6 separate regions of the Mus musculus genome follow, and regions 2, 3, 4, 5 and 6 are each linked to region 1. A link is a contact called in public ChIA-PET, HiChIP or PLAC-seq and promoter capture Hi-C data. All regions are on one chromosome and are shown on one strand. Each heading gives the region's core, a stretch centred on a gene start, on an enhancer-like site or on the middle of the called end of the contact. The rest is flanking DNA. Distances are from core to core; before and after follow the strand shown.

Region 1 (3,128 bases), core at 351-2,850:
TTGGTTCTAATATAATAATTTTACATTCCTAATAGAAAGACAACCAGCCCTTCATAGTCCTTTAAAGACACGTGTGCAAATTCTCTGTTGGACAAAAACACAAAATTGAGAGTTAAGAGCTTTCTGAGGTTGAGTGAGGAAGTCCAGAATGCTTTATAAATTGAGTGGCTTTGGTAAACATAGCGATTTCTAGAAACTGCCTTCTGAGTAAGGGGGCAGGGGTTGATTCCAGTTCTGGGGCTGGCTAAGTTTCACCTGGAGAACTAACTGCTGGAGGTGCTGCAACGCTTTGTTCTCCCGTAGTCAGTTCCAAGAATAAAACAGCCATCTCCCCTCAAGGGCACCTATCTTACGTCTGTGTACTGAACACTGTCCAGCCATTTCCAATGGTTCCTCCACTTGTACTTAATGAATTGTAGTTCTTCTGTGTACAAGTCAAGGTCTTTTAAAAGAAATTATTTTCCTGAGGTATGGCTCAGTGGTAGAGCACTTGCCTAGATTGTGCACAGATCTGGAGTTCCATCCCCAAACGATAAAGGAAGGAAGGAAGGAAGGAAGGAAGGAAGGAAGGAAGGAAGGAACTAAAATTTTAGCTCTATCCTTCTATCCTATAAAATCTCTTTTGTCCAACTAAACATTTAAAAGTTCATCGGAAGAGGCATTTCCCTACCATATATGCTATACTCTTTCTTTACACTTTCCACATCCTCCACTTACATATTAAAATCATATTCATCTTTCAAGGTCATCAACTGAGAAGTTGTTTTCTAACCACAGATTATGGGCAATGTCACTTCTTGCCTTACATCATAGGTAAGAGGCTATGAGCCAAGGGATGATTTTGGTCTAATTAGTGTGTCTAGCCGTCACATAGCCTCCCTGAACTCCTTATTCAGATTAGAAAATATTAATTATTTCAGAACGAAATAATTAATATTCTATCGGATCACTCCTTGTGTACGCAGTGTTTGGAGGCAGAGTTGTTCAATACAGTAAATCAAAAAACAGGATACCCTGTTATATTTCACTTTCAGACAATGGATACTTCGTATATATAAAAATAAGTAAAACAAATATTTTAGACACACTAAAAATCACTCTTTGCAACTCAGATTCAAGCGGGAGTCCTATATTTTAAGTAGCATCTCTTCTAGATGGACAGGGGTTCCCCTAGGCGCCAGGCTTCCTTCCCTCAGGTACTCAGCGTCTGTGTACTCCAGAGAGCAAAACCTGAGCTAGCCCAGCGCTTTCCATCTGTCAGTCGCAGCGGGCGGGAGGTGCAAGACCGGGAAAGACCGAAGCCTGGGTTGAAAATCGTCACCGGAGGTTGGACAAAGAGTCCACACCCGGGAGTAAGCCTCACTGTGGGCTTTCGAGAACCTGCAACCAGTGGGGCCACCTGCTCTAACCGCGGGCCCTACCCTTCATCTCGTGACCGGTCGTTGTGGGCCGGCGGGACAGAACCGCCCTGTTCTTAAAACTCTTGACTCCTATTGGCAGAGCATGCCATTCATCACGTTCGCCTCCGCCCCAATTGCTGACGTCGACCAGGCTACGTCTCGCTCGTGTAGCGGCGTAGTTGGCGATTGGCTGAGACCTTGTCTTGGAGCGGCTAAAGGGGAGGGGCTTGGGGATCGGAACCGTCGGGAGCGCGTCACTCGGTCGAGCTGCAGTGCTCGCTTGAGTCCCGGCGTCCCTTTTCGTGTGGCTCATCTCCGCTTCAGCAACCGTGGCACCATGGCTGTGCTGGTCGTTCTCCTGTTCTTTCTGGTGGCGGGTGAGTAGCTGGGAAGCACTGCGGGAAGCTAGGGGGCGCGGGGACCCTGGGAGGGAGCGGCTGCTGGCGGGGGCCGCAGTGGGGGCGGTCTGGGCTTGGCGGCCCTCTTCGGGGTTCTGGACCTTGATCTGGCTCGGGCGGAGCGGCCTTGTGGTCTCTGGAGACGAGCAGGGCCACCTGGGGGGACTCCGGAGCTGACATCAGCCTTTGGGGGTAAAGGCGCGTAGCCGCTTAGGACCCAGTCCTCCCATTTGTCTGATCACTCCTTCCCTGTTCAAGGCCCTTTGGAGGATGGGTTTGCATTTCTTAATACACCGTTGAACCACAACCCACTACCAAGGAAAGGTTAGCTAACAATTTAGCTGCCGCTTTTTAGCTGCTGTCTTTTTTCCACCTTCATTTCTAATGGTTGTTATTGACAACGGGTGAACCCTTACCTCCCTCATATATACATATCAGGATGTGAAGTTGAGTCATCGTTTTTTAAATAATGATTATTTCTTAAGATGATCGCAATTTCTTAGTATTGATTTCAGTTCCCAATTTGAAGGATTTGGAGAGCAGGGTATGAGTCATGCTTTTAGGATCACATGTCAAATAAATGGTAGCTTTCTTAGTGGAACCTACCTAGGCTCTCTAACATGGAATAAGAAGAATGGAAATGAGCTAATATTTGGCCTGTGGCTTGAGTATCATGTAGTAATGCATTTCGTTTACAGTAATCCTTAGAAGAAAGTATTCCCATTTTGCAGAGTATGAATCAAGCTGGGTATGACAAGGGGAATATGTATCAAAGCTGGGCATGACAAGGGGAATATGTATCAAAGCTGGGTTTGAAGACAGACAGATCAGTTGACTTCCAAGAAGGGGATGGATGCCTTTCCACTCTGTGTGTGTGGCACAGGGAGTGCTGTGTGGCAACGTGGGAGTAGTGGGACAGACGCTGAGCTTGCAGACAATAAGATACAATAAGTCAAGTGAAGCCAGGCATGGCGGTGCATGCTTTTAATCCCAATACTTGGGAGGCAGAAGCAGGTGGATCTCTTGAGTTCGAGGCCAGCCTGGTCTACAGAGTGAGTTCCAGGACAGCCAGGGCTACACAGAGAAACCCTGTCTCAAAAAAAAAAAAATCAACTGGAGAGCACCTTGGGGAGGAATGGGTGTTTTGTGTCAAAGAGATACCTTGTGCCTGTGCTGTGTGAGATGCTGGTCCTACTTTTGGAATGGCAGTTGAAGTGAAAAAGACCTAGTAATGGTTTTGAGCACCAAACCTCTTCTCTGCCCTGGAGGTGCCCAGCCCTCTGTGTTAATAGTTAACATATATTTCAGGCCTCCAAAGTGTTAGGGTCTC
Region 2 (3,128 bases), core at 218-2,717, 510 kb before region 1:
GCCGGACTGGCCCATTCCGAATCTCCGGCTCTCCGCTGTTTCCTAGTAGGCCCCCCCCCCCGCCCCCGTTATTCCACGTGATTCACGCTTTGGGGCAAGCCAAGGAAAAACCCGGGACTCCCCTCCGGAGTTGAGCGACGACGGCAGGTCGAGCTCGGCTCGGTCCGAGGCGCCCGCCGCACACACTAGCGCACGCTCAAGCCGGCGTTCCACTCGGAGGCACCGCCGGGCCCCAGGAGAGGCCAGACGAAGCGGCGGCGGCTGGGGGTTTTTACAGTTCTTTTCCGAGTCGAAAAAGAAAGCAGACGGGAACCCGCCGCCCTCCCCTTCCTGCTAGCGAGGTAACGCCGAGACGAGGTTCCCAGCTTCCAGCCCAGCACCCCCCCCCCCGCCTGACTCCCGACGCTCGGCGACGACCGCGCTCCCGCGCAGACACACAGAGGCTGCAAACTTCCACTCGTTCAACTCCCGATCCTCCCAACCCCTCGGGAGGCGGCAGGTCCTCCGTCGAGTCCCTCCCTCCCTGGTGCCCATGCGGGGGCCGCTTAGGTTGGCTGCATTTTTAATAACTTGCAGCTCTGATGTAAAACCGAAAGCGAGCAAGGTAGCTAAGCCTCCCAACGGGGGTCTACCGAAGTCGGAGGAGAAACCCTCGGAGGGAGGAGGTCGGCTGCAGTCCCCGGCGCGCCAGCCCGCCCGCGGCCCCCGGGGAAAGGTGTTCCGGGCACTGACCTGAAATCCCCAGTCGGGAAGTAGGCAGGGAGCCCTGCGATCCGGCGCTTTGAAGTTTTCCCCGGAGCGGAGTCCAGGCGGCGAGGAAGATCCGGGGGCGGCTGGCTGGGTGAATGTGTGCGGGGTCGGGAGAGGGCGGCTACGTGAAGGAGCCCGGCCGGGAAAGCGCAGCGAGCAGCAAAGTTTGGCTTCCTCTGGTGCCCGCAGTCCACTCCCAGCGCCGCGCTCGCTCGCCGCCGACTGCAGCCGCTCTGCTGCCCTCGGGGTCGGCCCGGCGGAGGGGTGGGCTCTGGGCCGCGTGGGGGTGGGGCGGGGCGGGGCGGGCTGCGAGCTTCAGGGCAGGTGGCGACGGCCCCGCGCGATCCTCTCCTCCCGCAGCTGGCCCGAGCTCTGTCACCCTCAGCAGCTCCCGCGCCGCCGCTGCCGCCCGCGCTCGGGCAAGAGCCCCAGCGCCATGTTGACGGTTCGCCGAGAGCGCCCGCTCGGGCTGGGTGTGTGTGTGAGTGTGTGTGAGCGAGTGTGTTGGCCAAGTCGTCCCTCCGCGGCGACAGCGCGGCTCGGGCTCTCCGCCCGGCGGCTCGCGTGCTCCCCCTCCGCCACCGCCGCCCGCCTCGCTCCCGCTCTCGGTCGTGCTCTGGGTTCCGGCGCGTCTCCCCCTCGGCCGAAGAGCTCGGTCGCCGTTCGGCCCGGAGCGCAGCTCTGCCTCACCTTGCCGCTGGGAGCTCAGGCTCCGTCTGCTGCCGCACGCCGCGATCCCAACGCGTCCCCCCTCCCAGGTTCCCTCCTCTTCCTCCTCCCCCTCCCTCCGCCCGCCCTCCCTCCCTCCCTCCCAACAGCCGCCTCCCCTCCCCCCTCAGGCGCAGCGCTCGAGCGACAGCCGCCCGCCCGCCCGCCGCCGCCGCCGCCTCCAGCTCTCGCAAGTTTGAGATCCCCAGTCTCCGCTCACCCTCCGCTGCGGCGCCTCCGCGGTGGGGTTTCGGGAGGGGGTGATTCCCCAGGAAAGGTTCGCCCGACTTTCCCCGGCCCTCACGGATTCCCAGCCGGGTGCATTGGGGCCTCGCCACATCTGAACCCCAAACCACCTGGGTGGCGGGTCGTGTCCTCGTACCCCCCCCCCAACTCTACCGCCCTCTGTCCTCTCCGTCCCAGCTCCGGCCGAGTTAGCATTCACGCCCAGCCAGGGCTCACGTCCTAGGGTATTGGAGACCGACTCCGCAGCGGCGACGGCTAGGTCGGCCAACAAATCCCCAGCCCCAAGAATGGGGGGCGGCGGGGCGGCGGGGCGGCGGGGGAGGCTTTCCCTGCCGCGCGCCGAGACTCCCCTTGCTACCCAGAAGGCCAGTGGAGGACCGCAATTACCATAAAGCGCCTCGCACTCCTCTCAGCCAAAGCTGTCAAACCCCAGCGGCAGGCGCCACTGCCTCCTCTCGCCACCAGCGCTGCGCTCTCCCGGCCTAGCGTCCCCTCCGAGAGCCAGCCCAGCAGAGCCTGAGTGCGCGTGGGCGTCCACCCCCACCGCACCTCGCCCCTTCTTCCCAGAGGAGCTACTTCCCCTTAAGGCGCTAAGAGCTACGTGAAAACACCACCACCCGCAACAGTGGCAGTTCCGCGCCCTTGCTCCCCGGACATTTCAATTGTGTGGGAATTGTGTTGAGGTGGGGGGCTGCTCTTGGGGACACAAGGGGGTGGGAGGACCATAAAGGGACCTGGGATGAGCCTGAGTTTCTCCCAGTTCTTAAGCATTTCACAGTCCGGACCTCCGATGGCTGGAAGGTCTGCCCTCGTCTCTCACCTCGGCCTCGTGAGAGTATCTCCCGCGTTTTATTTTACTTGGCCGGGAACAACTTTTGGCTTCACCGTTCAGCCCATAAATTTTCACTCGGTAACGTCGTGCAGATCAAGGCTCGGCGGCAGTGTACAGCCTGCGCCCGCAGCAGTTCAATCCAATTGACACGTATCGAGCTTCTCCTACGCACCAGGAGCAGCTCTGGGCGCCAGGGGGGGATGGGGGGCGGGGAAGGGCAGGCAAGCGAAAGGGGGAAGCCGAGAAGCGAGGTTCAGGCCTCCCCGGAATGCAGAGCCTCAAGGACGAACACCGCTCCAGTTTGAAAAGCTGGCGGGAAGGGAAGTCAAGGCACACAGGCTGGGAGCCCTGACACCGAGGCCAAAAGGTTACCCCATTCGGTGCTTCTACGGGGTCTTTCGATTCTGGGACGGGCTGGAGTATGTCTTCTGCCTAGGGACAGGGTGGTGCAGGCTTGATGAGAACCTAAGTCCGAAATGGAAGTGGCTAGTAACCCCACTCGGAAAGTTTTTAAATATCCTGGAGCGTCTACACGCCAACAATGAATTAAAAGCATCTCAAGTTGATTATTAAGTCAAGGTCAAGACCAAAA
Region 3 (3,128 bases), core at 366-2,865, 480 kb after region 1:
AATATTCCTTTATTAGAAATGACTGTGTTGGGCTGGAGAGATGGCTCAGCGGTTAAGAGCACTGATTGCTCTTCCAAAGCTCCTGAGTTCAATCCCCAGCAACCACACCGTGGCTCACAGCCATCTGTAATGGGTTCCAATTTCTTCTTCTGCTGTGTCTGAAGACAGGTACAGTGTACTCACATACATGAAATAAATAGAAAAAAATTTTTTAAAGAAATGACTGCTTATAGCATAAGTTCATCTATTCTATATGAAATGTAATTAACTTTATAGTATTTTATAATGATTTTTAAAGATTTGCTGCCAACAGGCATTTTTAAGTCAAAATGAAATATCGATCAGTAATTGTATTCATTTTCTCTTCATTTGTGAATTTTAGGTAAATTATAGAATCGTTTCAAACCTACAACGTTTGAGATTGCTCTGTTAAGTTCTTCCTCCGCAGCTTATAGTTCGGAGTCTCAATATGCAGAAAATAGTCCCTGACATAGCGGATGGGTTCATAAGTCCCTCCCAGGTTCTCACACTGAATGGTGTTGATGATATGGCAATAGAAGTTCATTTTGCTACATTTAGTATTACTGAGTAGCTAAGGTGTCTAGGACGGTGTATAATTTTTTGTCTTTACTGTTGTAAGGATTCCGGTGTCCAAAATGTTCTCAGTCCCAGTCACTATGCCTTTAAGACTGACGAAATGCTTTTAGGTACTGATGCTGCAGGATCGTGTGAATGAGCTGCTTAAAGCGCCTCCCTCAAAGTGGAGTGGGAAGCAGCTCCCCCCACCCCCCGCGACCCCGCTCTGGAGTTCAAGCCACACCTTCCCCCTATCGGCTGGGTGCAGGTGGCCAAACCCTCAGGACCTGGCACCACTGCTCTGTGGCTTGTCCTATCCTCGTGTCACGTGACATGGGTCAGCTGCGCAGTCGAGACCCTCAAGCAAGGCGGGTGCAAACGCCTAGCACCGGGACCCAGGAATCTAGTCTTTCCGTCACCCCCCCCCCCCACTCCCCAACCAATCCTCCGAACCATCCCGGAAAAGGGGGAGGCCGGTGACGTCACCATCCGGGCACTGGATGGTGGGGCCATGGTTCACAATGGAACAAAAACAAGCAGCCCTAGTCAAACTAGCGACGCGGCTGCAGCTTGCGTGCTTATTAACCCTTTCCTGTCCACATCCCTGCCATTCCCGACAGTCAGTCCCTTTGCCCAGGCCGCATGCCGGATCTCTCCCTTCCCCCCACTCCACCCTCCTCTTTGGAGTGGTCCGAGTCCTTCGTCAGCTCTCGGTTCGGTCCCCTACGGTTTGTAAGGGTCTCTGGCTCCCTCGCATGACCCCCTGCAGTGGCCGTCCGGAAGCGATGGTACGATCTTTCCCTAGCATTGTCTTCCCCTCCCCCACCCAGCTCGCAGTGTTCCAGGCGACGGGGCCTTGTCTGGGCCCCCTAGTGGCCCACAGCGCTCTTCCTTTCTTTCCCTCAACAGCCTGAGGTGGACAGGGAGAGGGGGCAGCTGGCCCAGAGGGGGGCTGGGCAAGGGGAGGGGCCGGGCCGGGCGCTGAGGGCGGGGCTTGGAGGGGGAGGGCCCTGATGGGGGCGGAGAAGCGCTGAGCCTTGGGCGGTGCTGAGACTAGTGGGAGTCTGCGCTGCCGCTGCTGTTGCTGCCGCCGTCGCCGCCGCCTCCGACACTGCCACCGCCACCGCCACCACCACCGGCCGTGCGGGTTTTCTTTCTTTTTCTTTCTGTCTTTTCTTTTCTTTCTTGATTTGTTGGGTTCGCCATATTGACGAGGCTGTGGTACCCAAGGCTGCGGAAGCTAGAGTCCGCCGGTGGCGGAGCCGCAAGCTCTCGGTAAACGGCCCATTGGGGCCCTCCTCCCTGTCCCAGCGAACCCCCTCCCTGCCTGCACCGGCTCCCAGGCCTCGCGGGAGTCGGCCGCCGCCGCCTCGCCCTCCAGGGAGGCGGCCGCCTTTACCGCCCCAGGGCTTGGGGTGGGTGACGGGAGTGAGGACAGGAGCGGTAGCTAAGCGAGCAGGCCTGGAGTGGGGGGACAGAGGCGGCGACTAGGGGAAGGTGAAACTGCCGCTGCAGGAGGAGGAGCAGGAGGAGGTGACGCAGGAGAAACGCACCGCCCGGAGCTTGTCTGAGCTCAGCGCCCGAGCCTGAGGGGAGAAGGGGGAAGAGGGCTGCGGCCGGCCGAGAGGGAGGCGGCGGCCGTGGTCACCGCTGCCCTAGGGCGGCCAGGGTGAGGGCCAGACCCCTGGTCGGTACGCGTCGCGCGTCGCGAGCCCGCCCGCCATCCGCAGCCTCTCATATTTTTGTCCCTCGCCAGCCCCCGGCTTGGGATGCTCCCAGGTTAGGCCCGGTCCCGGGATCGAGCTTTTGCATCTCGTCTCCCGCCTCCGCGTGGCCCGCTTCGTAGGAGACTCCCGGGTTGTGTTTGGTGAGTACCGAGCCCGGCGGCGCCCAGGGCCTCCGGCTGGCTGGAGGGCTGGGGAGGACGGCGCGAGGGGGTGTGTGTGCGTAAGCGGTCCTCCCTTGGGGGCCTGGCTGCCGGGGTTGGGGGTCGCCCCGAGCCCCGGCCGTCGCGGGCGCGCGCGAGCCTCCGTGGTGCGCGCGGCCGGCGTCCCGCGAGCGTGTGTCCGTGTCCGTGAGTGAGCGTGGCGCTGTGTGTGCGTGTGTGTTTTGGACTGGCAGGGAAAATGGCTGACGGCTCCGGCCCTCCCCCTTCCTCCCCCTTCCCTGCCTGACGGGAGTGGAGAGGAGGAGGAGGAGGAGAAGGAGGAGGATGGAGACTCCGGCGCGCCGTGCCGCCCCTCCACCCGCGCGGGAGGTCGGTCGGGAGCGCGCGGGGGCGCGGGCACGGCGCGGGCGGGGGCGGGGACGGTTGGTTCGCGCGCCCCTTAACCCGGCGGCGGACGCCCTCGGCCTGTTCCACTTGACACCGAACGCCATTACTGAGGTGGAGTGATTTGGAGCGGGAGCGCTAGGCCCCGGCGACGCCTGGCTATCAGGCCCGCGGACGAGTTGGCCTCCTCGCCGCCCTCCCGCGATAACCCGCAGTCGCTCAGCGGCCCAGTGCCCTGAGAAGGCCGAGCCGGTTATCGCTCCCCCACACCTCCCTCGCC
Region 4 (3,128 bases), core at 442-2,941, 450 kb after region 1:
ACTTTCAATGTCTAAGCATTCCATTATCCATACACAGGTTTGTCTATTGGAGTCTCCATTTTAACGGTTTGAATAAAGTGTAGAAATCTTACCTCTTTTAGTAACTTAACACTCTCCCATTTATAATGTAATTATGTTAATGATTTCCTCCATACATTAAGAACTACAAAAGCCTGTGCTGTAACTATTGCTTTAACTGTTAAACATGATTTTAAAAGGCCAAGATGAGGAAACATTGTCTACTGTATTTATCTTCCCTTTTACTCTGTCATTCTTCCTTCCTTCCTGATAGCCAAGACTTCTCTGTCATTTATGTTTATCAAGATTATCATGGTTCTTATTTGCTACGCTGGGAAATCAAACCCAGGGTCCCTCCTCTCTCAGACTGTTAAGTGTGGCATATGAGACCCACCATGCCTGACTAAATTTCTCTTCAGCACTTGAGAAACATGGCAGTTTTCTTCCACTGTTTTTGCTTTCTCCTATTTTTTCTCTTTAGAGAACATGTTTTCCTCTGGGTGCTTAGGTTAGTTTCTATTAACTTTCAGAAGCTTGGCTCTGATAAACCACAGGTTTTTGTTGTTGTTTATCCTGCTTAAAAATTTCTCAGGTTTGCCCTACAGTGGTGGTGAATATGTTCAATCCCCGCACTTGAGGCGGAGGCAGGCTGGATTTCTGTGAGTTCGAGGCCAGCCTGGTCTACAAACAAGAGCGAGTTCCAGGACAGCCAGAGCTACAGAAAAACTATGTCCCAAAAAACAACAGACACACATATTCTGCATCTATATGTTTATGCCTTTTGGGCAAATTTCAGAACATTTTAGGCATTCATTCTTTGATTACTACTTTAATTTCATCTTTCTCTCTTGAAACTCTTATGATCAAAAACTTAGATTTTTAATATATTATCTTCCATGTCCCTGAAGGGCTATTCTTTTTTTCCAGTCTACTTTCTTTCCTTGCTTAAATAGAGTAAATTCTATTCTAATCGGATCAATTCTGATTTTCCCCCTAGACTTTTAGATTCTGCTATTGAGTCTAATTTTTTTTTTTGCCTGTAAGCTATTGTAATTTTCAGTTCAAAAAATTTTGAGTTTTGAGACTTTCCTCCCCATTTGTTTCAAACAAACATGCTTACAAAAAAGGGCTACAAATGACAGCTGTTTTTAAATCCTTGCCAGTTGATTCTAACAATCCTGTCACCTTAGTGAATTGTCGTTTCCCACTCAAGCTGAGAATTCCCCGATTCTCAGTATGGAGAGTATGTTTCAAAAACTGACGTTATATTAGTTAAATACTATGTTTCAGCAAGTCTCTCCTACGCAGCTCAAACTAACCAGCTACAGGCAAGGAAGGGTTAAGTTCCAGATTCCGAGAGCCGCGTTTGCTGACGTGTGCGCACGCGCACGCTCGCACCTGCGCCTGCGCTCCTGGACTACGTGTGACTGCCTGGCGGGGCGGGGCTGGCGGGGCAGGGCGGGGTGGGACAGGATGCTGGCTCCATTCTAGGCCGCTAACCGCCAGTCGCCTTGCGCTCTGTGGCGCCTCCACATTGCCTCCAGTAATCTGGCGGTAGCTAGGAACTCGTCAGCGCTGCAAGGGGGGTGAAAGTTCAGACCCCTGGCTGGGTGACGTCGGCGGAGGGGGCGGGACGCCTCGGATCTTCTTGGAGGAGGGGAAAGTCCGGGCTGTTTCAGCAGAGCCAAGGAATGGGAGGCGCCCTAGCCTCCCCGCAGGCCACAGCGCTGGGACTCCTGCCTTCCCTGCTATCTCCCTGAGGCAAGGGGTGTGTGGGAATGTCTCTTTACTGTTAGAAGGCTCGAGCTTTTCCTGCTTAAGGGTGGGGCCACACAGACTTTTGAGATTTTTTTACCCCCTTGTAGTGTTTGGCTGAAATGGAGCTGTCATTGTGCAGAAGTTTTCTGTCTAGATAGAAAAATCAGACTTTTCTTGCAGGGTGGGATTTTTGTTTATTTTGTTTTTCATTTCTCTCTCTGTGCCTGCTCTTTCTGGGGTGCTGGCTTCTCCAAAACCAGTTTGGAAGGTATGGAAACCCACGGTCATGTGTTCATCAGGTCCGGTAGCCCTCAATAGCTCTGCTTTTCACCTCCACCTTATTTTATATCGAAATTAGGCATTTTGGGTGTTCTTAGTGGTACTGGGGAAAGTGCATTTTACTCCATTTTTCTAGAAGCCCAGGGCCTAACAGTATTTTTTTTCATACGTCATCACAACCATGAAAGGATGTGTGCGGGCTTGGTAGGCCTTTTCAACTGAATGGGAATCCATAAATGAATAGGTCAATAGGAAGACATTTTAGAAAATCAGGTTCTTGGTTGGTTTTTTATTTTATTTTATTTCATTTTTTTTTGTCTTTAAAAAAATTTTGAAAAGATATATCCCTGCCAACCATGTTGTTTCCCTGCTTTCAATAGCATGTAAGAGGAAAGAAGCACTGTTTCAGGGGAAGGACAATAAAGTCAGTTCTGGGAGTTTCTATGGTTTTACTGAGGTGCGATTACTTTATAAGGATGTGTATATATTTAAAATATATGATTGCATAGAACACACATGCACGCACGCACCACTACAGCATCGCCACAACCGAAACTGTGACCAAATCTATCACCACAAAAATTTCCTAATTTTCCTTTCAAATTCCTCCCTTATCCTCACCCCAGGCAACCAGGGCTCAGGCTTTTTTTTCTTTTTTCTTTTTTCTTTCTTTCTTTTTTTTTTTTTTTTTTTTGGCTCAAGCTCTTGCCTGGTAGCCCAGGCTGGCCTCCAACTCTCTGTCTTCAGGGTTCAGCCTCCTAGGTGCTGGGATTACAGGCTTGCCATATCACACCCATGTTACTGATCTACTTCTTATCACAAAATAAATTTGTTTAGAATTTTGTAGTAATAATTATTGACTGGCTTCTTTCACACATGATAACTCACTTGCAATTCATCCATATTACTATACCTATAGATAGTTTTTCTCCCTTTTTAAAGATTGCCCTGTATGGCTGTATGACAACATGGCTATCCTTTCATTTGTTGATGGACATTCCAGTTCTTCCCAATTTGGGGCTGTTATAAATAAAGTGACTCTGAACATTCATATTCAACTCTTTCATGTAGAT
Region 5 (3,128 bases), core at 162-2,661, 440 kb before region 1:
CCTCCGAGGTCCGAGGTACAGGAGAAGAAAGCTTAGACTCTGGCAACCTCAGGCTGACTTGGTTGAGAAATGGGCTCAGGGGCCCCCCGGCACACATGCTGAGAGGCCCTTGCAAGGTTTTCATTGCTGCCTGTTAAAGGGCTTTGGGCTTCCTCTGATGAAAGGCGTTTAAGTGCATCTGGTTATGATTACAGGGGAGGAGAAAGCCAGGCGGTCTCTGGGGCTTTGGACCAGTCATCTGGCTCTGCCTTCCTCCTCCCAGCAGAGCTGGCTGCTGGTGAGGCCAGGAGGCCAGGTGTGGGGGCAGGCAGGAAGCAGAGGCAGTCAAGACCCTCCGACTCTCCAAGACGCCTGACCCAGGCCCTGGCTCTAGCAAGCGGCATTCCCAGAAACAGGCTGGTGACTCACAAATGCCAGGCTCTTCTGAGAAAGCCAAGCTGGGGTGGCGGGTGCCCACCTCTACCCAACAGCTCTTTCCTGATTTCTACCCGCTTCAATCCTGTCCCAAGAACCTGAGACCCCCTCTGCCCTGCTCCCTCTGAGTACAGCCTTTTGCCTCAAGAGTTTCTGAAAATGATTTAAAATGAAGGGGGCGAGGAGGAAGCATCCTAAAAACGCACTTTTGAAAAGAAAAAAAAAAAAAAAAACCTCACCTCAACCGGTTTTTTTTCTTTTCAGCTAGTCTGGTATAATTTTCCATAAAACAAAAGAATAAACATTACAAACGTTCGCTCACACTGTAATGAACAACCATTCTTAAAGAAGGGACGAGATTAATATGAAAAATAGGTTGTCCCAAGCCACCGTGTGTCCCGCACCTGTCTCTGTGTGTGCATAAAAAAAGCTCTTGGGGGATCGGATGGGTTAAACACCCTCTCAGTCCTAGAAACGAAAATGCATTTTCTTCTTCCCGCCCTGGTTTAATCCTGCTGCGTGTTATTATTGTCAAGTCTCTTCGCACCACCGTTTCTAAAAAGAAAACCCGTGGGTCTGCACGGCCCTCTGCCGCCTGCTCGGCTTTTATTGTGCACGCAGCAGGGTCTGCGTGGATCCAGCACGTCGTGACAGTCTTGCAGGCGCTCGCGGACACCCTCGGAATGGCATTTCGATCTGAGCTAGGAGCATTGTCTCAGAGGACACACACACACACACACACACACACACACACACAGGGGTTGCAGACCCCTTAGCCAGCCCTTCTCGTAACCCATAATTAGAGATGACCTTTGAGAAAGGCAATTAAAATATGGTAATGATCGATGCACTTGCTTGTTTCCAAAAAGGCAAATAAATAAAACAGGTGCTAGCTTTAGCCAGCTCCACCTGGCCGGGCCGGGGAGACTCCTGTGGCTCATGAATGAACTCTTTCTCCAGAGAAGCTTCAGCTACCTACGTGAGCGAGGGTTCCACCCCCTACTACTTTCTCTTCCCCTCCCCCACCCACGCTCGAGCAGCCGGGAGCTTGCTGACGGCAGCGGGGCTTTGTCATCGACACGCACACATCGACACGCACACGCACGCACCGGGCCACCGCGGGACTGCGGCGGCTGCCCTGTTGTGGCCTGGCTCACCGCGTTCTCCTCCCCGCCCCCTCTTTTAAAGAGCTGCTCGGGACCCTTTCTTTCCATCCTTTCCATGGGCCTTTGCGGCCAGTAATATGGGGGTGGGGGTTCCCTCCGGGTGCGGGATGGGCAGAGAGGACTCTGAACCCAAAAAGAGGTCAGGATACGCGGACCCCACGGCTTTGTTTTGCCCCTTGCTCCTGCCCTGAGGTCGGCAAAGCCCTCGCCAAGCTAAAGATCTACTGGCAAATAGGCAGGCGCATTGGAAAATACCAGCACTTCCCCAGGACCAAAGCGGACTGTGACCCCCTACACCCCTGAATTCACTCGGGGTTTGGTCTGGGTGGAGAGCATGTCCCCCCGCCCCCCGCAGGATCTCCCTTCCACAAGTGGCTATCCCAACCCAGACAAATTGCAGCGTCATTATGGTGGCTCCTGTTGCTTGAGGCCTCGGGGTTACTTGGGCTTCACACGCACCCCACTTCTACACTGAGGAGAGGGCCGGGGTGGGGGGGGGGGGAGAGGGGCAGGAACCCGGGATCCCTGGGGACTGCCTGGAGGAGAAACCGCATCGGGCCTTCTTCCCATTCCTCCCGGCTGCCTTCCGGGACCATGAGCACGGAGCCAGGGCGGCCTCTCGCCTTTCATTACCGGGCCTACGAAAGCAGCAGCCCAGGCAAATATGTAGCTATTAAAATTAATCGCCCTGCGTTGTCAGCTGAACATAATGCAAATTATTTATGGGCTGTCTGCGCAATATTTATCATCGTGCAGGCTCCAGGCGCTTAGTGCCTTCTGGCCTACCCCGCCCGCCCTGGCCCGCGGAGGCCGAAGATGAACGCAGGCTGCAGCGGCCCAAGGGAAGATCTGGGCACCCCAATAGTCTTCCCAGGACGAGGCTGTGTATCAGTCTGTCTTCCAGGCCCAGAGATTCACTTTAGTTTCTATCGTACATTGCTAATATTTTTGGAGGCCTACTACGTGCAAAATTGACAGGCCTGAGAAACTAAGGGTGTGTGTGTGTGTAACCATTTTAAACACACTTCTGAATCACAGGCAGGACGTGAGTTCGAGCGGCGATGCAAGCAGATCTTTGACTGCCTAAGAGAGTCTAATGAGACCTCAAATCAGTGCCCCATCTGGGAAACCCAGTTCTCCAAAACTGGATTTGCACTGGAAGAAACTATGGGCATTGGATGTGCCCAACAGATCCCGGCTCAATTGGAACAGGAATTCGGCATCCTCCGAGCCCTAGAACTTGTTTGGTGACCGCAGATAACAGATTAACTGCTAATAGTCGAAATCCGCCGAGCGTTTAGTTTATCACTGCTGGGGGCCCTAGGTATTCATTGCACTTTTTTTATATGTAAAAACAGCCTTGCTACCTCCCAAACGGCTTTTGTTTCTCTTTCAAATACAGTGCTCTCGAAAACAGCAGCAACACGCCACCCCGCCCCCTCTCCAACCTCGCCTTCTGGTTTAAAAAACACAAAACAAAACAAAAACCAGGAGGAAAAATAATCTATAAGACAATCCCCCCCTACTGGTCGGCGCTGGCCTAGGGGC
Region 6 (3,128 bases), core at 461-2,960, 270 kb after region 1:
TGCACTTGCTCACAGTTTTTAAGAGTGTGATGAGAAAAAGCAAATTTCAGAAGGCCATACTGAATTGCTAGTGTTTTTAAAATATTAAAATATGCAAAAATCTTAGAAATCATTTCCCTAGTGATTCCTAATGGGATATCACTTCTATGATACAGTAGTTTGGATGTGGTATGTGGTATGTCTCTTAAGTGATAATGTGTTGAAAGCTTGGGTCCCAGTGCCGCAATGCTAAGAGGTGGTTGAACCTTTAGATCTGCCTCCTAGCAGTTGATTAGGGGCACTGTCTTTAGAAAGGATCAGGGTGATGGCCTGTCAGTTTGTTCTCTGCAGGCATGAATTGTCCTGAAAAAGCAAGGCCAGACCCCAAGTCATTTTCAGTTTACTGTTCCACTCTGTAATTTCTCCTTTTGTAGCAGCTGACCACATGTTGCCCTCTGCTGGGTTGTGATGGAGCCAGTGGGGGCCTTACAGTGGCTACTGCCATGCTCCCTGACTAGTTAGTCTATGTCCAGACCTATGAGCTAAATAAACCTTTTACAAACAACCAGCCTTAGGTATCTTGTTCTAGTAATCCAAAGTAGACTAATACATTTAAGATTGATAAAATAAATATATGTGTAACAAAACAATAAAAGTCCACATGGAAGTTATAATACTATTCAAAACTTATGGTTGTCTTGAGGGTACACAGAGGCTGCCTCTGACTATCTAAGCCATTCTCTATCTTGTATTTTATCATTATATTTTGTGAGTTTATATATATGTGATGTATGTGTCTGTGTATATCTGTCCATATGTGTGAGTGTACTCACACAGATACTACACTGCATGTACGGAGGTCCAAGAACAATCTTGGGTATCAATCCATATCTTCCACATTATGTGAGACAAAGTCTGCTGTTTGCCCCAGGCTATACCAGGCTAGCTGGCCTGAGATCTCCTGGGGATTCTCTGGTCTCTGCTTCCCATCTTGCTGTGGAGCTCTTGGATTAGACAGGGGTTACTGTGCCTGGCTGGGAGGGGGTCTGAACTCAAGTCTCTGTGCTCCGCAGTGCAGCCCTATTTCCCTTTCTTGTGTTTTTGTTATTGTTTGTTTGTTTGCTTTTTGATACAGAGCCTCTCCATGGAGTCCTGGCTGTCCTGGCCTCCTAAGTGCTGGTACCAAAGGTGTGCACCACCAAGCCTAGCACCCCCAGACCTGCTTTCTATCTTAAGCCAGATGTTTGCTGTATTGTTTTGTATCCCATGTGTGTGTATGTATGAGAGAAAGAGACAGAGACAGACAGAGACAGACAGACAGACCCAGTGATTGTATCCTGTGTGTGTATGTGTGTGTGTGTGTGTGTGTGCGCGCGCGCGCGCGCGAGAGAGAGAGAGAGAGAGAGAGAGAGAGAGAGAGAGAGAGAGAGAGAGAGAGAGATCCGGTGAAGGCTTGTTTCAAAATAAGAAAAAGGTTAGGTTTCAGTGGGCTGGAGTAAAACATTAAACCAGCAACCTGTACATTGAACAGTACCTCAGCTACTACCACTCCAGTTGCCAGTGTCCCACGGGCAGGGACTTTCCTCCTGATGGCGGCTAATATGATCAATGTTCCTGCTCTGCCCCCTGTCTCACTACTGGGCCACCCCGGCACTTTTCCCTTCCTCTTTCTATTAGTGCTGGGAAGTCCCCACCTCTGCTCAAAGCCTCCCGGGTGCCTCCCACTTTCTTTCTTCTCCTGCATGCAGAGGCAAGGAGGGAAGGGAGGGGGGAAGACTGCGTTGCTCCAAGATGGCACCTCAGCTAGAGATTGCCAGGAACCGACTCTTTACTGTCATCCCGTAGCAAACGCTCATTTCCTAAGGGTGACATGCGCTCAAGTGGCCTGCTTGAGAACAGAAGTCAGTGAGAGAACTGAAGAAAATCTGTTCTGAAACTAAGACAGATTTCCTAACAAACCTTTGGAAAGACACCCCGTGGTCCCTTTCAGTTCCCTATGAACGCCACACGGGAACCGGGTGGGAGTGCAAGCTAAACGCAAGGAATTCAAAGAGCCAAGGTTGCTGATGGCTGATGTCAGAGCAGGTACTTTAGAACTCCAGAATTTTCTGGGCGGAGAGCAGGGTGGGGGTGGGGTGGGGAGCTGTGTGACATTGCTCCCTAAGCTCTTTTCAGCCTTTTTTCTCCCAGCAGCCCATTTTAAATGAACAATAGAATTGCAAACCCTTCATTCACCACATGACGTGATCTCTGATTGCTTGAACAACACTGCTCTGTGCAATCATTTCCTACCCAGTAAGAATCATTTCTCTTCGCCTTAGTGATAATATCCTGTTGAAATATAATGCCTGCCAGTTCCAGACAGTGACTACATAATGTCTGGAGTCTTTTTTTTTTATTCCTTCTTCTATATTTAACCTTTGAATACAAGTGATAAGAGAAGTTCCCAGATGAAGAGAATCTTTGAGTCTATGCTGAAATCTGTAATTACTTAACATCCTCTGATAAAACAGTGAGTCGGTAAGTGTATAGTACATAGATGACCCTTGTTCTCTGCCTTCAGATACCAGCTGTGTGAGGAGAATGGATGCGGGTTTTCCCACAAAGCTGGTACAATGCATAACAACTGTCTTTGAACAAGCACATGTACACACTGTGTAATTTTAAAAAAAACAACCAAATACCTGGCAATTACTTATATTTATTTAATATGTGTTTGGGTGTTTTGCCTGCATGTATGCCCATGCACATGTGTGGCTGGTGCCTGTGGAGGACAGAAGAGGGCATTGGATCTCCTGGAACTAGAATTAAGCTGCCATGTAGGTGCTGGGCATTGAACCAGGTCAACTGTGATGTGTTAATAAAAAGATAAAGAGAGAAGAGATTATGTTCTTTGGATGTGTGGTGAGGTGTGGGGGAAGGGAATGTCTCAGCAGGCCCATGCTGAGGCATGCCTTCCCTTTGAGGGACCAGCCACAGAACAGTATAGAATAGAATAGAATAGAGTTTATTCAGGGCATGGGGAGGGGAGTTAAGAAGGTAGTAGAGGCAGAGAAAGGTAGAGAGAGGAGAGGAGAGGAGGAGAGGCAGGCCATGAGCACATGGTGGTGGTGGGGGTGGGGAAGGGTCGAGGAGACAGAGCAGGAGCA

Evidence for each region. Promoter capture Hi-C pulls out the DNA fragments that hold promoters and counts their contacts. ChIA-PET counts read pairs in DNA pulled down with a chosen protein or histone mark. HiChIP or PLAC-seq counts read pairs in DNA pulled down with a chosen protein or histone mark.
Region 2: an RNA polymerase II ChIA-PET map of memory CD8 T cells shows a contact between it and region 1, with 13 read pairs. The contact joins the promoter of Bcor here to the promoter of Atp6ap2 in region 1. A contact is called at or near these places in 3 of 484 Hi-C or Micro-C datasets (CD4 T cells, bone marrow-derived macrophages and forebrain), 2 of 115 datasets of contacts at active chromatin or transcription factors (astrocytes and memory CD8 T cells) and 1 of 9 other capture datasets (liver).
Region 3: a promoter capture Hi-C map of erythroid cells shows a contact between it and region 1, with 18 times the contacts expected there. The contact joins the promoter of Usp9x here to the promoter of Atp6ap2 in region 1. A contact is called at or near these places in 1 of 39 promoter capture datasets (erythroid cells), 3 of 484 Hi-C or Micro-C datasets (CD8 T cells, regulatory T cells and uterus), 4 of 115 datasets of contacts at active chromatin or transcription factors (effector CD8 T cells, extraembryonic endoderm stem cells, memory CD8 T cells and 1 more) and 1 of 9 other capture datasets (adipose tissue).
Region 4: a contact with region 1 is called in an RNA polymerase II ChIA-PET map of memory CD8 T cells, with 6 read pairs. The contact joins the promoter of 5730405O15Rik here to the promoter of Atp6ap2 in region 1. A contact is called at or near these places in 1 of 39 promoter capture datasets (erythroid cells) and 1 of 115 datasets of contacts at active chromatin or transcription factors (memory CD8 T cells).
Region 5: an H3K4me3 HiChIP or PLAC-seq map of forebrain shows a contact between it and region 1, with 4 times the contacts expected there. The contact joins the enhancer-like site here to the promoter of Atp6ap2 in region 1. A contact is called at or near these places in 3 of 484 Hi-C or Micro-C datasets (CD4 T cells, cerebral cortex and uterus) and 4 of 115 datasets of contacts at active chromatin or transcription factors (astrocytes, forebrain, memory CD8 T cells and 1 more).
Region 6: a contact with region 1 is called in an H3K4me3 HiChIP or PLAC-seq map of embryonic stem cells, with 9 times the contacts expected there. The contact joins the enhancer-like site here to the promoter of Atp6ap2 in region 1. A contact is called at or near these places in 2 of 39 promoter capture datasets (embryonic stem cells and liver), 2 of 484 Hi-C or Micro-C datasets (CD8 T cells and embryonic stem cells), 11 of 115 datasets of contacts at active chromatin or transcription factors (bone marrow-derived dendritic cells, effector CD8 T cells, embryonic stem cells and 4 more) and 3 of 9 other capture datasets (adipose tissue, embryonic stem cells and liver).

Annotation. Positions count from the first base shown.
Region 1 is chrX:12,586,159-12,589,286 of GRCm38.p6, forward strand. Atp6ap2 (ATPase, H+ transporting, lysosomal accessory protein 2) reads left to right here and starts at 1,601. Exons shown (of 9, transcript NM_027439.4): 1 at 1,601-1,777. The coding sequence starts at 1,738.
Region 2 is chrX:12,079,086-12,082,213 of GRCm38.p6, forward strand. It overlaps Bcor (BCL6 interacting corepressor), which reads right to left and starts at 1,468. Exons shown (of 15, transcript NM_029510.3): 1 at 733-1,468.
Region 3 is chrX:13,069,883-13,073,010 of GRCm38.p6, forward strand. It overlaps Usp9x (ubiquitin specific peptidase 9, X chromosome), which reads left to right and starts at 1,616. Exons shown (of 45, transcript NM_009481.2): 1 at 1,616-1,851.
Region 4 is chrX:13,040,324-13,043,451 of GRCm38.p6, forward strand. 5730405O15Rik (RIKEN cDNA 5730405O15 gene) reads left to right here and starts at 1,692. Exons shown (of 3, transcript NR_038158.1): 1 at 1,692-1,786.
Region 5 is chrX:12,150,415-12,153,542 of GRCm38.p6, forward strand. It overlaps a transcript of Bcor not described here. Among named protein-coding and RNA genes, the nearest start is that of Gm46687, 59 kb to the left of the region's middle. Within about 2 kb of position 1,412, at least 84 of the 459 cell types and tissues checked have an H3K27ac peak or open chromatin away from gene starts, as enhancers often do. A contact at or near this core is called in cerebral cortex, forebrain and memory CD8 T cells, where this site is marked.
Region 6 is chrX:12,856,416-12,859,543 of GRCm38.p6, forward strand. No RefSeq gene overlaps it. Among named protein-coding and RNA genes, the nearest start is that of AA414768, 79 kb to the right of the region's middle. Within about 2 kb of position 1,711, at least 178 of the 459 cell types and tissues checked have an H3K27ac peak or open chromatin away from gene starts, as enhancers often do. A contact at or near this core is called in adipose tissue, bone marrow-derived dendritic cells, embryonic stem cells and 1 more, where this site is marked.